Linked DNA regions of Macaca mulatta: region 2 is linked to region 1. A link is a contact called in public Micro-C data. All regions are on one chromosome and are shown on one strand. Each heading gives the region's core, a stretch centred on a gene start, on an enhancer-like site or on the middle of the called end of the contact. The rest is flanking DNA. Distances are from core to core; before and after follow the strand shown.

Evidence for each region. Hi-C and Micro-C count contacts between places; a contact is called where the count stands out from the background.
Region 2: a Micro-C map of CD4 T cells shows a contact between it and region 1, with 8 times the contacts expected there. The contact joins the promoter of PELI1 here to the enhancer-like site in region 1. A contact is called at or near these places in 3 of 14 Hi-C or Micro-C datasets (CD4 T cells, fetal cortex germinal zone and liver).

The regions. Positions count from the first base shown.
Region 1 is chr13:60,402,141-60,404,840 of T2T-MMU8v2.0, reverse strand. The region is part of intron 1 of LOC114671954 (a long non-coding RNA gene); the gene reads right to left. Among named protein-coding and RNA genes, the nearest start is that of LGALSL, 130 kb to the right of the region's middle. Within about 2 kb of position 1,315, at least 6 of the 40 cell types and tissues checked have an H3K27ac peak or open chromatin away from gene starts, as enhancers often do. A contact at or near this core is called in CD4 T cells, where this site is marked.
Region 2 is chr13:60,581,974-60,584,673 of T2T-MMU8v2.0, reverse strand. It overlaps PELI1 (pellino E3 ubiquitin protein ligase 1), which reads right to left and starts at 1,339. Exons shown (of 7, transcript NM_001260952.1): 1 at 1,303-1,339.

The sequences.
Region 1 (2,700 bases), core at 66-2,565:
ACATAAAGAGTTGGCATTTGCATTGATGAAACCAAAAACAGAGCCCTCAGAACTGACCAGGGAGAAGAACCATGGATGTCTCTGAGGAACTTGGGTCCTTCTTTCAGACCTGGGAAAGGATGGTCCCTGCTGCCTATAACTATAATGTTCAGCACAGTGACCTTGACTTGGAGTCACCAACTGATTTCAGTTATGGTTTGAGGCACCACTGGAGAATGGGATATCGCTCATTTGTTTAACAAACACTTCTTGGGCACCTGCTGTGTGCCAGCCACTGTGCTGTGAGTCAGGATGTGATGGAGAGCAGAAGAGGCAGTGCCTGTGGCTGCATGAAGTCCCCAGTCAGGTAAGAACACTGGAGGGGCTGCTCTCAGCCTTGAGAAACTCAGCAGCCAAGGAGCCACGCCCCTGGTGGGTCAGCGGACCACTCAGACAGGTAGTGACCAGGCTCTGTTATAATTTATTTTCTCTTAATGGTAAAGTTGTGAGCAAGTCTCAACTCCCATTTCTTCTTAGAGAAAATATAGGCAAGAAGTGGTCACAGAAATAGAGCTAGAGAGGAGTCCTTTTTTTGGGTAGGGTCCTAGGATCCATGAAAACATCTCCAAATGGCAGATGGTCTGGAGGGAGAATCCCATGCCTCATCCTCATCTAATCGGATCATCTGTCTTTTTAAATACTATCCTAAAGGATATGTGTCTTGGCTGGATGAGACAGTGGAAGAAACCCGTTTGATTTTCTTGATGGGACTTCTCTCCCTTCAATGTAGATTCACAGAGAAATGATGGTTTAATAGAGAGATCTAAATTACCCAAAATTAACAACTTGACATTTATGGTGTTAGCTTCATAACTACTGATAGAGAGACAACCAGAGCTAAAGCATTGGCTTTTGGGCCCTCCTTCGAGGATAATATGCTTATTTCCAAAGGAAATGCATCCTCCCATCCAGGTCACATCTTCTGGCTGTCCCAAAGCCAGCACTGGAGCTGGCAGAAGGGATTGAGGTATGATTTGTGTCATGCCTTTTTATTTGTCAGACCAGAAAATGCCATACCTGACTCATTGAGTCAGCTTGGGGATCAAATGAGATCATATATGTAAAACAGCAGAGTGCCCGACTTGTGACAAAGACTTAACATTTGCTAACCATTTGGAGTGGATCTCTAGCACTCCTATCTCCTTTGGGGAACAGTCCCCCTTCCATTCCACACTGCCTTGGTGGGCATGGTACCCTTTCTCCTGAATGCAGCAAGAGAGAGTTAGGCCCACAAACAAGGACATGCAGAGATGAGAATGGGATGGACAGAGAGAGGGTCCTGGCATGTATGAGAACAGACATGGTTCCTAAATCTCAGATTCCTGTACCTCCTTTTTCAATTCTGAGTCACCTTGGGCCAAGCCACAAAGGTGAGCAAAGAGTTTCCATTTTACTTAAGCAGGCTGAGTTGAGGTTCCATAATTTACCATTGGTCCCATGAGGATGTGAGGGCATGATGCCATAAGTCCACGTGGCAGGAGAACCAGGTGGACAGTAACCTTTTAGGTGCCCACAACTGAGAAGTGAGAATGTTCTCAGAGCACCCCTGGGTCTTAGTCACTGACATTTCAACAGGCTGCAAAACATCTTTCACCTGCCTCTTAACTGCCCTCTGTGAGTTACATATTGTGGCTTACCACCGAAAGTGACACCTCCCTTCTGAGTCTCAAAGACAGCAAGTCAAGCTGAGAACTTGGAACTGTGTATTAGTGAGAGGAACCTCCCACTGGTTTAGATCAGGGAGGACATCCAGTGGTCTGCTCAGGTCAGTCATGCCCCAGGCCAGCAGCTGGAAGGACAGCAGAGTGGGCTCAGTGAGCAGTGACTATAACCCAGAAAACAGATGTTAATCTCAAGGGCAGTCTCTGGGCATCCTGCATCTTTGGACCCCCCGGGCTGAGTGCTGCATCAAGGAGTCTGAAGTTCTTTAAGGTCCCAGTGAATGGAATGGAATCTGCCCCAGCTGGCAGCATGTCCCTGGCTGTACTAAATGAGATTCTGTGGGGTATGGGGAAAGGCACGAGAACTTTAGGCCCCTGAGGTCAGGGAGACACAGCCAAATAGCTCAGATACAAGTGTCTTGGCAGGCACAGAGGGGTGTAGCAGTGAGGTGAGTGGAGGGTGGGGTGCATTTTTTGCTAGTGTGCCCAGTTTTATTGACAAAAAAGGTAGCAGCTGAGCAGGACCTTGACCAACTGGTGGGATGCAGGATGAGGAGGATGAGTGATATGGGCAAGATGTGGTCCTGGGCCAGCACCATCAGCATCATCTGGGAACTTGTTAGAAAGGCAGAGTCACGGCCGGGCGCGGTGGCTCATGCCTGTAATGCCAGCACTTTGGGAAGCAAGGTGAACAGATCACTAGGTCAGGAGATCAAGACCATCCTGGCTAACATGTAAACCCCGTCTCTACTAAAACACCAAAAATTAGCCGGGTGTGGTGGCATGTGCCTGTAGTCCCAGCTACTCAGGAGGCTGAGGCAGGGGAATCGCTTGAACCCGGGAGGTGGAGGTTGCAGTGAGCCTAGACTGGGCCACTGCACTCCAGTCTGGCAACACAGGACCAGGCGGGCAAGGCAGGCAGGCATCTGATTGCAGGATCCCCAATACCAGATTTTAGAATCATGTCATTTTTCCATACCATTGAGAAGCTCCTAAAAGT
Region 2 (2,700 bases), core at 90-2,589, 180 kb before region 1:
AAACTGAATAAAAAATTCATTTCTCCTTAAGTGTGAGAGTAATACATATTCAACACAGTAAAGGACAATGCGATTTCTGAAACAAAAGATTATGTGCAAAGAAAACAAAGTAACATTTTGCAGAGTAAGAAAAAGTAGAGCCTGTGAACCGAAACAGATGACCTTTTCTTATCTATAAAGTATAAAGCTTCAGTTTTTAGCACAACCAGCATCTTACGAATAAAGTTCTCAATAATATTTGTTGATATACTGTTTGATGACTTAACGACAGGAATATTGTTGGTGCTGTTAAAACCAAAGCACATTTCCTTCTGTGTAGTGATTAAAATCTGTTAAATGTACATTTTTAAAAAACCTATGCCCTCTGTCCCATTCTTGCTCTCTTGCCTCTAAGAGACCTACACATACAAAAATAAAAGTAGATGGTGACGTGACTTTATGATTTACATTAATTTCCCTACTCGAAGCATTTCTCAGTAACTCTTTAAAGGTTTTAAGATTCAAACACTATGTAAGAAGAATTATGGTTTGAACTACGTAACAATTACCTAGACATCTTTTGGACTTCAGCTAACCTGTAAGTAAAATGAGCATCTTTAACTTTTCCACGGGGCATTTGAGAACGGGTTCTTCCTCATAAACTCTTTCATATCCTCAGATACCAGGCGCGGTAAAAGATCAAGCGTATCCATCAGGGAGCTTTTCACGACCTCAGTTTACCCACTTAGGGAAACGGGCGTATTGTTTCCTAGGGGACCCAGGGGTGAAATTAATTAGCGTGTTTAAAATGCTCTGAGATCCGAAGATGAAAGGAAATGTGAAAGACGCGCGGAGATGATGACAACAATCATAACAATAAAAAGAATGACTAACTTGGAAGTCTGCGTTATGTAAGGGAGGAAAAGAAGTTATCAGATCCGCACAAACAAAAGGGAAACCCACCGCCCCTTTTGTTTCTCCCATTTCCCTCTCCTACCCGCCACCCGCAGAGCACCCCTCTCGCAGCCTGAGCGCGCGGCCAGCCAGGCGCGGGGCTCGGAGTTGGCCGCCGCGCGCCCGGCTCCCGGGCGGAGGGGGAGGCCGCACAGGGCCGGTTCTGACAAAGGCGCTTCCTCCTGCCAGGGCGCGGGATGGAGGCGCCGCAAACTCCGCTCCCCGCCGCCGCGGGGGCGCGCAGCGGGCGGGGAGAGCTGGCTGGCTGGCCGCCGGAGAAGCCGCCGAGGAAGTTGCGCGCCCGCCCTCCCCGCGCCCCTCGGCGGCCCCGCCGCCATCCATCCAGCGGCGCCCCGCGGCCACACTTACCGGACAATTGCTGGTGGCCGGGATCCCAGCGCGGCCCCTGAGACCCGAGGCGAGAGGGTGAAGTGTTGTGCGCGGGGAGCACGAGCAGACAGCCCGCCGTTCCGCCGCTGCCCTCCGCGCCAGCCAGCCGAGCCCAGCGAGGGGAAGTTGACCACGAAGTCGAGCGCTGAGGAGCCGCGGAAGCAGGGAGAGGCGTTGGGGCTGCTTTGTGGTGCACTCCCGGAGGGCTGGGGACCAATTCGACCGCGCCGCGGGGCTGGCGCTGCTGCTGCTACTGCTGCTGCTGGTGGAGGCGGCGGCGGCGCCCCCCGACGGTCCCTCCACCTCACACCGCCTCTGGTTCACTGACATACACTCCCAGGGAGGGGAGGGGTCTAACCGGAGGGCGGGGCCTGAGGGTGGGGACGAGGCAGGGCCACAGCGGAAGGCGGTGTCGTCGCGCCGAGAACGCTCTTGGGAATTGTAGTTCTCTGGCTGAAGAAAAAAGGGATTCATTGTTGTCCAGCACTCGACCAGGCTCGCTCTGCACTGAGCATGCTCGAGGGCGAGGTTTGGGCCGCCCCCTCCCACCGTTACCATGGTCACCGACACACTTAGCGAACGTGTTCAGTGCAGATGTTGGCCGAACAAGGGCGGTCTTGTATTCTGGTGTTGTTGGGGATCCACCCCTTAGCCGGTCCTTCCTACTTCGCTCCACCCCGAACTCCTAGCCTCACCAGTCATAAGTGTCCAGTGAGATCTGACTTCCTCCCGATATTTCAGTCTTCCCTGCTGCCTAATTTATCTTCCACAAACCCTAAATCACGAATACCACTGTCCCTCATTTCCCTCAATTGAATCTTCTCTGTCTAAATTCAATTTTCTTTACCTAAGGCTTGTCGAAATGTAGTTGTTTCCAGTAATTGAACAATTAGGTTATAAAACTTACGAATATCACCACTATCAAAATCCCGTAATTAATTACTTTGCTCAGTTAATCACATCTAACTTTAAGATTAGCAAAGTACAGGATTAAGATCCCTATATTTTACTTGATTACTATACAAGAATCCAGGTTCGTTCATTTTAAGGCCTACAATTTTTAAGACATACAGATTTCATAAAGTATACGTTCAAAAGACAAGTTGAAAATTGTTTATGTGTATTGGCCAACTTTAGTTTGGTAATAAGAGAAGTCTGAACCAAGGTATGAGTATGTTGTTGGGCTGGTCAGCTAAGTCTACACCCATCTTGGGCACCCAGGTGTGGATAGGTGGTAGGGAGGAGGGTGGAGAAAGGCAGGACACATTACTGGCTCTCCAGAGAGCTAAAGGCAACGCGTCCTGAGCTCTTTTGTTTTCCTTCTCCGCCTAGCTAGAACCCCACACCCTGGAAGAAAAAGATGAATGCTTAGGAATC